Regions from separate parts of the Mus musculus genome. Here region 1 is linked to region 2. A link is a contact called in public ChIA-PET data. All regions are on one chromosome and are shown on one strand. The core of a region is the stretch at or near the end of the contact, and the rest is flanking DNA. Distances in the headings are between cores, read along the strand shown.

Region 1 (5,679 bases), core at 367-2,866, 300 kb before region 2:
CTGGTCTCATGTACATGCAAGCATTAGAGGATTCTGTCTTGTTAATGTGCAGTATTGATGCTGTTTTCTGTAAGGTTGCCTTGTGCTTGTTCATCTTATGTAATGATTTAAAAGCATGCATTACAAAACATTCGCTGGAACAACACAGTATTCAGAGAACATTTTCCACTAAGTGTCCTCCTCCCGTCACCTGTGAGGACTAGAATCACATCTGGCTTTATTATATACATTTCCTGAAAAGGCTACTGGATACGGTAGAAATTATGTTTTTGAGACCCAGCATTACAATGTAGCCCGGGCGGACTGGACCGGGAGACCCTCAGCTCCAGCTTCCTTCGTGCTGCAGTTCTGCTAGAGCCAACCTCCAGGCTGGTTGTTCATTTTAGATAACTATCCTTAGAAAAATACAGTGCAGTCAGAACACAACAGTAAAATGACCAGGTGTGTCAACGCTGTTGTTTGTTTTAAAAGGATTCAGTTGTAAGGCAGACATCTTGCCTCTTAAATAAACAGTAGGTTGTGGGGTGTTTTGTTTTGTTTGTCTATTTGTTCTTGCTGACCTGAAACTGGCAAAATAGTGTAGTCTCTGAACTTCTGATACTCTGGCGTTCACCAGGGAAGGTTGAGATTAAACAGGCAGTTGCGTGCCTTTTGCCTGGTTTATGCAGTGAACGGAGCTAGGCAAGCACTCTGTCAACTGAGTCACACCCCTAGCCCTCAAACACTGGGTTTGTTATTAGTTTGATTATGAAATTTATGGTTAAGCACATTGATTTTCCGACTACCTCTTATTCTACCCCCTACTCCTTTAAATTTGTAAGAACTCATCTGGCATAGGCTGGAGGAGGAAATATTATGTAGCCAGGGATGAACTTTTGAACCTCTCGTCTCCGAGTGCTGAGATTACAACCGTGCACACAACACTCAGCTCTCTTCTCCAATTCTAATGCCAAATACTGTTTTCGTCTTGCAAATAAAATACGGCTTAGAAGGCCACCTGTTTTGCAGCACCAAGAGGAGGGTTGCTACTGGCATTTATTTGACATCCGTGTTCCTTTTTTTACTTTAGCATCCTTAATTGTGTTCTTTCCTTCGACCTACTTTCCCAAACTAAGATTCGGTGTGGATTCTTGTAACGCGTAACGGTAACCAGATTTTAGAAAAGCTTTTGTGCCTTAAAAACCACCGGGTTACAACATTAATCATTTCGGTCTGTTTGAATTCTCTCCACACTATTCTTTTCTTGTGTTCGCTGCTTGATTTCCCAGAATGAGAATTGAACCTCTCATTTTGTTCTGACCCAATTGTTGTGTGTGTGTGCCCTCCAACACCTAGAGCGCTTGTTTCCAGGAGGCGTTCTCGGGTTGGCCCAGAACCAGGGCAATCACCAGCTCTCCACCCTGCCCTGGCCTCCGGCTGTTCCGCAGACCTTGCCCTCGCCCTGGCCCTGGCCCTAGCCGCCGCCGCAGCAGCAGAGGCCTCAGCTTCAGCTCGCTGCAGCACTGCCCCGGCGGTCGCCAGCCCCACACCCGGCCTTTGTACGTGCGCCCAGGCGTGCCAGCGCACCGGGCACGTGACCCCGCCGAACGTGGCATTGTGTTATCACGTGACCCAGGTGCGTACGCGACGGAGCGGGCTGCGAAGATGGCGGACGATGAGGCCGAGCAGGAGCGCCTGAGCGGTGGCGGCTGCGCGGCGGAGCTGCGGCGCCTGGGCGAGCGGCTGCAAGAGCTGGAGCGGCGGCTATGCGAGAGCCGGGAGCCCGCGGTGGAGGCCGCCGCCGCCTACTGCCGCCAGCTGTGCCAGGTGAGCCCCTCCCCCTCCGCGGGCCTCGGCGGCCGGAGCGCGGGCGGTCCGCGTCTTTGTGTTCCGCGGCCAGGCTGGGCCGGACGGCCTCGGGGCTCCGTGCACGCTCCCGGGCTGCGCCGCGGGCGCCGGGCTGCCCGCCGCGCGCCAGTCCCCCTGTCGCCGCCGGCCGTCGCGCGCAGTCGCTCGGCCTTTGTTGTTGGGTTAGGCTGCGACCGGAGGGTCTTTGTTGATGTTCTCGAGCCAATCCCGCCGGACCTGCAAGCTGGGAGTGGCGGCGGCGTCTGCGCTGCGGCCGTTCCTGCTGGCTGCTCTCCGCGGTGCATAGGAGCTGTCACCGTTCCATAGTCAGTCGTCCCTTGGGGGCGGCTTTACCAGTGCCTGTTTCGCCTTTACGTTCCGGAAGAGTACGATTTCCGGCCCCCCCCCCGTGCACCCCCACCCCCACATTTCTTGGGTTCTTTCCTGTTAAGTGTCTTTGGTTGACAAGGGATTTGTGCTTGGGTCAGTTTCAGATCTTCCCATTCTTTTCTTGCCCAAGGACATTGCTTTTCAGCAACGTTTTCTAACTAGGATTTAGAATGTTAGTAACATTCTAAATGTTATCTTATGACAGATATCAGAGTTTGGATCTCCATCTGGTCTTAAGACTCCCCAGTTAACGTGTGCTGACTATGGAGGGAGGGAGAACATTGATTAAACTGCCTAGTTGAGGCCGTTTTTTACATAAAGCATGAAACCTAATGGATGTGTCATGCTTAAGATTTTGTTTTGGAAACACTGAGATTTGAACAATGGTGGAGCATTTTAGGATTTCACAGGGATACTTTCACTTGCCAGCCTCCAGGTGCTGAAATCTATCTTTCTAGGGTATCTGATCACATACAGAAGCAGCCCCATTGCCGTATGCATTTTATGCTCATGCATTGATGGTTCGTTATTTAAAAAAAAAAAATAGGACCAAGGATGACTTGTCTGCAAATATATGCAGTCAGAAAGTTCGTCAGATCTGGAGGCCACATTACAGAGTCATTGTTTTAAACCTTAGTATTAAAGAAACTTTGAAATTTGCTATTTTCTATGCCCTGAAATTGCCCACCATCGTAAGCCTGAGAAATTATTTTAGTAGAATTTACAAATAAGGCTTTCATTTGTTTGTTTGTTGGTTTTTTTTTTTTTTTCCCCTGAAACAGGGTTTCTCAGTGTAGCCTTGGCTGTCCTGGAGCTCACCTTGTAGACTAGGCTGGCCTCGAACTCAGAAATCCCCCTGCCTCTGCCTCCCGGAGTGCTGGGATTAAAGGCCTGCGCCACCACGCCCCCACCACGCCCGGCCAAGATTTCATTTGTAAATGGAGTCCACTTCTGGAGGAGGTGTTTTGAGACAGTCTTTCCATGCTCTCCTTGCTGGCATTAATTTTGGGTAGTCGTCTTACTTCACCATCCCAAATGCTAGGATTACAGATCTGTGCCACCATGAGCAGTTGGGAGCAGACTAAAGTCTACTTTAGTTCGGGATATTAATTCCTTAGTAGAATCCACTGATGATTTAAGGATTGATAATACTGTTAAAATGAAGGCTCATGCGATAAAGAGTATAAGTATAGCTTTCTCTTTCGTTTTTGAGATTGATGCACAAGTATCACTGTGTGTGTGGTTGTGGTTAAGATGGTACTAGGTACAGCATGCTAGGTACATCACCAGGTTTTAAATTCTTCTTGTTTATTGTTTTGTCTTTTTTAAGACAGGAATTGTCTGTGTGTGTGTTGGGGGGGGGGGAAGGGTGGCCCTGGCTGTTCTGTAGACCAGGCTGGACTTGAACTCAGAGATTTACCTGTTCCCCTCTCACCCTCTGCCCCACCATGTGCTGGAATTATAGTCAGGTGCCACTGCCTGGCATTTTAAAGTTACTTCTAATGAATAAAACAGTTAAAAAAAATAACTCGATATTGGTTTTATTAAGTGATAAATCTTAAGGTATATAAATCATTTTTTATTACCTTGCTGATAAAAATCAAATAGTAATGAAGTAATCATTGGTGGTTTTCAAAAATTAGAAATAGTAATTCATACTGAGGGTGTATTGGCTGAGGGGCAAACCCAGTGTCTCTTGGGTTCGAGGCTTGTTCGCTAAAGACTGATTTATGCTCCCTACCCCAATATTATAAATTATAAAAGTGATCTCCAGAGCTCTAATTCTGTATTTGAGAGGCCGAGGAAGGCAGGTCAGAGTTTAAGGCCATCCTGGGCTACATAGTGAGTTCCAGATAATAGCATAAGACAGAAGAGAGAGTGGGGGTTGGGCTCCAACTCAAATATCCTTAGAATTTTGTCTTAGTTAACATGGGATGTAATGTTAGATGTAGGGGGAGCTAGAAATTAAATCCTGTTTTCTAACCTTGGAATTACAGTTCGACCTTTTTATGTCTTTCTCCGGTAGACCTGGGCTGTCCACATGCTTCTAGAAAGCCAGGATAAATAAACGTTTGGCAGTCACTGGACTTGAGCTAATATTCTGTCAGCATTGAGGCTCAGTTTTAAAGTCCTCAATTTTGTGCTTATTTAAAGATTGCTCTGTTATATTTACACTTATTTGTGTCTGTGTGTATCTCTGTGCATGTGCCACAGCATGCAGAGGTGAGAGGGAAGCTTGCAGGAGTTAGTTCTTGTCTTAGTCAGGGTTTCTATTCCTGCACAAACATCATGACCAAGAAGCAAGTTGGGGAGGAAAGGGTTTATTCAGCTTACACTTCCACATTGCTGTTCATCACCAAGGAAGTTAGGACTGGAACTCAAGCAGGTGAGGAAGCAGAGGCCATGGAGGAATGTTACTTACTGGCTTGCTTCCCCTGTCCAGCTTAGCTTGCTTTCTTACAGAACCTAAGACTACCAGCCCAGGCTGGGCAGTGGTGGCACACACCTTTAATCCCAGCACTTGGGAGGCAGAGACAGATGGATTTCTGAGTTTGAGGCTAGCCTGGTCTACAGAGTGAGTTCCAGGACAGCCAGGGCTACACAGAGAAACCCTGTCTGGAAAAACCAAGAAAGGGGAAAAAAAAAGACTACCAGCCCAGGGATGGTACCACCCACAGTGGCCTAGGCCCTTCCTGCTTGATCACTAATTGAGAAAATGCCTTACAGCTGGATCTCATGGAGGCATTTCCTTAAGGGAGGCTCCTTTCTCTGTGATAACTCCAGCTTGTGTTGAGTTGACACACAAAACCAGCCAGTACAATTGACCTCTCGACTTGGCACAAACACATCACTATTAAGCTTCAACTCTTACTTTCTTATTCATCCCCAGATCTAAATAACTTTAAAAGTCCCACAGTCTTTACAAATCTTTACATATTAAAATTTCCATCCCTTTAAAATATCAATTCTCTTTTTAAAATCAAAGTCATTTTACAATTCAAAGTCTCTTAACTGTGGGCTCCACTAAAATACTTTCTTCCTTCAGGAGGGAAAAATATCAGGGTACAGTCACAATCAAAAGCAAAATCAAATTCTAACTCCAATGTCTGGGATCCACTCAGGATCTTCTGAGGGCTGTGGTCACTTCTCTACCTCTGCAGTCTGTAGCACTCTAAGCTAGGGTGGATCCACTCCACAGACGTTACTGTTCTTGGTGATCATCCCATGGTACTGGCATCTCCAATACATTGGGGTCTTCTGCTGCAACTAGGCCTCACTAACAGCCACTTATAGGCTCTCTTCATGGTGCCAAGCCTCAACTCTTTTTGTATGGCCTTTTCAGTCTTGGGCCATCAATTGCAACTGAGGCTGCACCTTCCCCAATGGCCTTCCATGACCTCTCACAGTGCTGAGCCTCAGCTGCTCTTCAGGACCCCTTCATGCCTTCAAAATCTGTACCAC
Region 2 (6,045 bases), core at 1,582-4,081:
GCTGCTTTGGAGCCAAACTGAGACAGTGAAAGAACTTTAGGGTTCACAGTAAGGGAAAGTGGGGATGCATAGTGTTACTTGAGGTAGAAGGAGGCCATGGTGTCAAGGGGTCAAGTGTTGGCAGCCTTTAGTTAGATTTATAAAGTTTTAGGCATTGGAATCTGGAAGACATCAATCGTGAATGAACAGAAAGACAGAGATTTAGGGAGTGCTCAAGGAAGGCTTTGATTGTTTGGCATAGATTCCTATCTGAATTTAATTTTGGGTTCTCTTGTGAAGAAAAAGTTAAAGTACTCAACTGGTTTACTCTTTCAGTAGGTATCTCCTGGTTCTCATTTTCAGTATTTCCTGGAAAATAGATTAATCTTCAACAAGGGGACTCAGTAACATTCTGAAATCTCACATATGTGATAAACCTTGCAAAACTGTTTAATGGTTGTGGCTGTACTTTGCTATTGCATTTTAAGACCATGTAGGTATCCATTATTTTGAAAGTCATCAGTCTCCTTGAGTCCTTCCTGTAGGTATGGGTCACCGCCATGGAAATCCCTGTTGACCATGTAGCTGCCTGTGGAAGCATCTGGGGCATGCCCGTTTCCACCAACTCTCTTCCCTAGGGGACGTATACTGGCTGGAGCCCAGCCTTTGGAGATTTCATGGCCTCTGTTCAGGACAAACAACTTACCCAAGGAGTCCCTTTAAGAGAAAGGGACACACATTTACTGTGGTTTTGGGCCCTCTTAGCCTTGTTGCTGTTGGCCTCCAAGGTTTGGGTGCTGAACTCAGAAAGAAGGTCTTGCCAGTCTTGTAATTTTCACTTTCCAATCTGACTGAGTTTCCCTAAGTGATTAAAAGCTAACAAGTTAGGGACTGGAGAGGGGCCTCAGTGCTTGCTGCTCTTGGAGAGGACCTGGGTTCAGACCTCATTGTGGCTGGAAGCTCACTGGTGAGCTAGCTTAGCCCAAAACCTCAGGGTTTGGGTTCAGTGAGAGACCCTGTCTCCAAAACTAAGGTGGAGGGCTGGCTTTTCAGTTGGCTCCACACACATCGCAGCTTGAGCAAGTCATTGATAGCCATATAAAGGAGAGACCTGACATTCACAAGTTGTCCTGTGGCCTCCACACGTGCTGTAACATTCTTGTGCACACACATGTGCACTAACACAAACACACCTAAGTAACGGAGACTTAAAAAAGGGTGTGGAGCTGGAGCAATAGGGAGGACCCCTGCTGTCATCCCTTGCATGTATCCTACATACATACACATGGGTACTTCTACCCACACACTCATGTGCATTGTCTTAGGCACTGTTCTGTTGCTGTGAAGAAATACCAAGGCCATGACAACTCTTATGAAATAGAGCATTTATCTGGGGGCTTGTCACAGTTGCAGAGGTTGATCATTATCCTCTTGTGGGGAGAGGAGAAGGCATAGCAGCAGGTGAGGCAGCAGGAGCTGAGGGCTACATGCTAGTCCCTAGGCAGAGGAGAGGCAGAGATCATGACAGAGAGCACCAGTACACTTGGCACACACAGGCAAGTGCCTCGGTCTGGCATGTGCTTTGGAAACCTCAAAACCCACCCCCCAGTGACACACTTTCTCCAAGGAGGCCACACCTCCTGATCCTTACAATTCTTTTAGAATTCTACTCGGTGACTAAGTGTTCAAATATATGAGCCGTGGGGGGTGGGGGTGGGGCATTGTATTTAAAGTCACCGTGTGCATTCTCCTCACGCATGCAGATAGCAGTCACTTCCATAGTGAGAAAGGGAACCAAAATGAGAGGTAGGTTTTTATCAAGGTTTAAACTTTCCTCAGTAGGTACAAATGTGGAGGTAAACACAGTATTCAGTTATTTTCCTTTTGAGATAATGCCTCCTTGGGTAGCAGAGGCCCGGCCTTGAACTCAGAATCCTTATGCCTCTGGCAGTGTACATGCCACACCTAGCAACCGGAACTTGTTAGAAAGAAGTCTGTTAACTAGATTTATTTTTAGTCCTCATTCCCTGCATGCCCTGAAGAACAGACGGGCACCGTAGGACGTTACTTACTTTTTGTTGCTGTGATAAATCACCATGACCAAGGCAGTGTATAGAAGGGAGCTGCGGGGGTTTACTTTGTGGTGGTAGCAGGCAGCACTGCAGCAGGTGGCAGGCTTCTGGAATGTCTTAGTCAGGGTTTTTGGGGAGGAAAGGGTTTATTCGGCTTACACTTCCACATTGCTGTTGATCACCAAAGGAAGTCAGGACTGGAACTCAAGCAGGTCAGGAAGCAGAAGCTGATGCAGAGGCCATGGAGGGATGTTCTTTATTGGCTTGCCTCACCTGGCTTGCTCAGCCTGCTCTCTTATCACCACCCACAAGGGGCCTTTCCCCCCTTGATCACTAATTGAGAAAATGCCTTTCAGTTGGATCTCATGGAGGCATTTCCTCAACTGAAGCTCCTTTCTCTGTGATAACTCCAGCTGTGTCAAGTTGACACAAAACTAGCCAGTACATGGAACCACAAGGATTACAGAGCTGGCCTCCAGCTTCCGGTGCTGTGTTGTCTCCAGCAAGGCTGCACTTCCTCTGCCTCCCCAGACAGCACCACTACCTGATACTCAAATGTGCAAACACATGAACATACAGGGGACATTCTTACTCAAGCTGACCCAAATTCTAAAAACTGGAATACAATTATTAGTGATTTAGGTGCACTGTAACTATGAAACTGAAATTTCTTACTATATGGAAAATAAATCCCCAAAGAAATTTGATTTTCACTGAAAAGTTTTGTTTCTGAGGCAGGCTTTGTACTCCTTGCTGGTCTAGCTAAGAGGATTTAGTCCAGCCATGAGTCACTGCAGTTCCTCCCCAGTGCTGGGGTTACAGGTGCATGACACCATGCTCAGACCTTTTTTCCCCATTTTAAAAATGTCATTAAATTGTTTTTGTGTGTTTATAAATTTAGAATAGAAGGTTTCTGAGACTTTGCTAGTCCAGGATGGCACTGAGGTAAGCTGGTATTGCTAGGGAGTAAGCAAGTTTACCCCAAGTCACCTCTCCAGCACCCCGGGCAATTGATGCCTTGTGTTATAACTTTATTATTGGAATCTGTCATCCCTCTCCTCTTAGGTAGTCCCAAATTCATAAATTCATTGATGTGGAAAAAACTTACTCATAAAATTTCGGGTTTAGTAATCTGGTTGGAGCCCATAAATGTCAATCCAGTAGGGTACAGTTCCTGGACTATAGAAGTAATGCTGATAACAGGAACTGCCTTTTATTGAGCGAGCGCTTGCTGTGTGCCAGTACTATCGTAGGCACCCTGAGCACATTTTGCAGTCCAGTGCAGCACACCTTTCCGGCAGGTTAGTTAGCCACGTTTTCCCTGGGAATCTGAACCATAGAAAGGGACTAAGGGACTTGCATGAGATTGTTTCACTGCTAATAGGTTCATAATTCAGACTAAAAGGCGCGCGTACCTTCAAAATTTATTTGCCTAGATCTAAAGTGGAAGTTGGGGCTATAAATAAAGCAAAACCAATAAATACCAAGTATAGTTTCCATGTTTTTATTAAGCTGAGCTCAACAGCGCTGAGGATCAGACATAGCAGTTCTAACAAGGACTGGTACACTGGGGCCACCACCAAAGACACGTGATGGAGAAGCTTGCAGCTTCGCAGCAAATGTCTCCCTCCTGTAGACTCATAAGGCATGTACAAAACATCAGAGACAGTTTCTGCTGTTTGTATAAAGTCTGAAAAACAGCCTTTCCTAGTTGGCAGAACAGGAGCGTAAATGTAAATCTTCAAAATCTAGCATATTTTCTTTTGCATTCCAAACAGAAATGTATCTCATTTAGGTATGTCTTCCACGCTCAGAGGTTCTAAACGGTTTCAAAATGAGCCAGGAGTAATAGCTTCTGTGGCCTCCAACACCTCACTCACCACGACCATCTCAGCACATAGTACAGACAGAAAAACGAAACACTGTTCAGTCTACATGTCCTAAGTGCGTTGTTAGGAGCTTACTGCAAAACAAACTCATACATTGAAGTTGTCATGGATTCGACTCTCAATGTGGAATTCTAGGTCTGAATTTGGTGCTTAATTTCTTGTTGGCACCTAGGGGCGGGGGCATGTATGTGGAAGTCAGAGGACGACTCTCTGGGTAGTTTTCTCCTTCTACTATGTGAGTTTGCAGGGATCAAACTCAGGTTATAAAGTGCCGCCATTTCCCTGGCTCCTTTCACTGGCTCCGGCTGTTGACATAAGTCCTGTCTTAGTTAAGTTCCTCTTGCTGGGATGAAACACTATTACCAAAAGTAACTTGATGAGGTGCGCTAGTTTTCTACTTGTGCTACATGGCCTGTCCCTGTCTGTCTAGAATGCTGGCAAAGGATGAACTGGTGAGCATACTTCAGCGCTGTATTGAGGTTTTAGATTCCTCTACTGAAAAGCAGCTTGGCAACACAACACAGAAAATAAAGGATTTCCTGACCCAGTTTCAGAACCTCGATGGTAAGTGTAATATCCCGCCCTGCCAGTCCTTTAACCAGAGTGTCATCAAAACGCCTCGGTGTCAGTCAGCAGACCAGTCTCTGAAGGTAACATCTTAACAAGTGCAAACAGGCAAAGGCATTTCGCCTCTGGATTTGTTTTAAACAATGTAGAAAATCAAATGGAAGAACATCATTTTCATTCTTCAGGTGAGAATGGGTGGCAGGCAGTTCTCATTCTCTGGATAGACCATTCTGTACTCTTGCCTTATCTGGGGTGCTGTGACGGGGTGAGGAAAGAGGCTTGCCTCATGGCATCATGGAAATACCTGCTTTGGAATGTTTGTTTGACTCCCTCCTGTGGCAGATATTCCTTTGTCTTTAAACTCCTTTACTTATAGCAAGCTGTCTGTGTGGAAATGTGTCCTCAGACCCCTGTAGCTCCTCTGCAGGGGGTCTCTGACAGGTGCTCAGTTACAGATTAAGGTGGTAAGCAGTGCCAATTTGCTTCCTCCAAGTTATGTGTGAGAGGGAGCTCCACAGCAGTGACCCTGAACCATTTCACAGAAGTAAAAACCTTAAAAGTCTACAAGTTGAGATCATTCCAGCTACGAGAAACTCAACTCTGAGAAGAAAAGTAAACTGCTTTATACTTCACAGCTATTGATACAGCACACAGACTAGAGCCAATCTCTCTTGGCTTCCAGCTCAGTGAGTGAGTGTGTTTGTATGTGTGTGTGTGTAAGATCAGATCACAGTTGCACTCTCACCAATGAGAAGCAACTCTTAAGGACATAAAGAGACTGTAGATACCATAATTTTAATTAGAGTTCATGTAATGTGACCTAGCGAACAAATCCTATGATAAATTAGCATTAAGTGATTATCATTTTTCAAATGGTAAGGCTGAAGATTAAAATGTTTGACAACAGTATAAAGAATAGTGTTTTATGAATCAAAACAACACCATCCTGCTGATTTGTCTTTATTTCTTGGTTTAAAAAACCAATTGTTATTAATAACAAAGTATACTTAAAATTTTCACAAGAAGAAATATTTGGTTATTTGCCACCTATGGTTTCTTTACACTGTTGGCATATTTATTTTAATTTAGAATTAAATTGGAGAGGGTTAAATCAGGCTGGGTGTTATAATCAGTTTTAAACACGGTAATGGAATGGAATAAAATAAAGAATTTAGCTAGCAGTTATCCTAACCTTAGGTTATAACTTTCTAAAATCAAGAGTTATCTTCTGGTTCTTTAAGAATATACATTCTTTAGCTAATTTTTATATCATATTTGAACCAAATCATTGTCAGGTTCCCAAGTCAGAGCGAGTACCACATCCTCCTGCAGCATAGCCATACGTTTATATCAGTTAGGGGGACCTCTTCCTAGAGTTACTTTTATAGCTTTTATACACCTCCTTCCTTATGCTAAACGGTAATGAATCAAAAGCAGGACAGTGGAAGGTTGAGCGCAGGTGGATCGGAATGCTTCTAATCAAAGGGAAATAGTTTCAAGTCTGTATGATATTTTTATATAGGCTTTTGTTCTGCTGG

The links. ChIA-PET counts read pairs in DNA pulled down with a chosen protein or histone mark.
Region 1: an RNA polymerase II ChIA-PET map of memory CD8 T cells shows a contact between it and region 2, with 14 read pairs. The contact joins the promoter of Zfp292 here to the enhancer-like site in region 2. A contact is called at or near these places in 5 of 39 promoter capture datasets (the C10 cell line, the HPC-7 cell line, cranial neural crest and 1 more), 1 of 115 datasets of contacts at active chromatin or transcription factors (memory CD8 T cells) and 3 of 9 other capture datasets (adipose tissue, liver and pancreatic islet).

The regions. Positions count from the first base shown.
Region 1 is chr4:34,878,885-34,884,563 of GRCm38.p6, reverse strand. Zfp292 (zinc finger protein 292) reads left to right here and starts at 1,616. Exons shown (of 8, transcript NM_013889.2): 1 at 1,616-1,806. The coding sequence starts at 1,645.
Region 2 is chr4:34,578,202-34,584,246 of GRCm38.p6, reverse strand. It overlaps Orc3 (origin recognition complex, subunit 3), which reads left to right. Exons shown (of 20, transcript NM_015824.4): 14 at 4,371-4,504. Among named protein-coding and RNA genes, the nearest start is that of Akirin2, 31 kb to the right of the region's middle. Within about 2 kb of position 2,831, at least 50 of the 459 cell types and tissues checked have an H3K27ac peak or open chromatin away from gene starts, as enhancers often do. A contact at or near this core is called in the HPC-7 cell line and memory CD8 T cells, where this site is marked.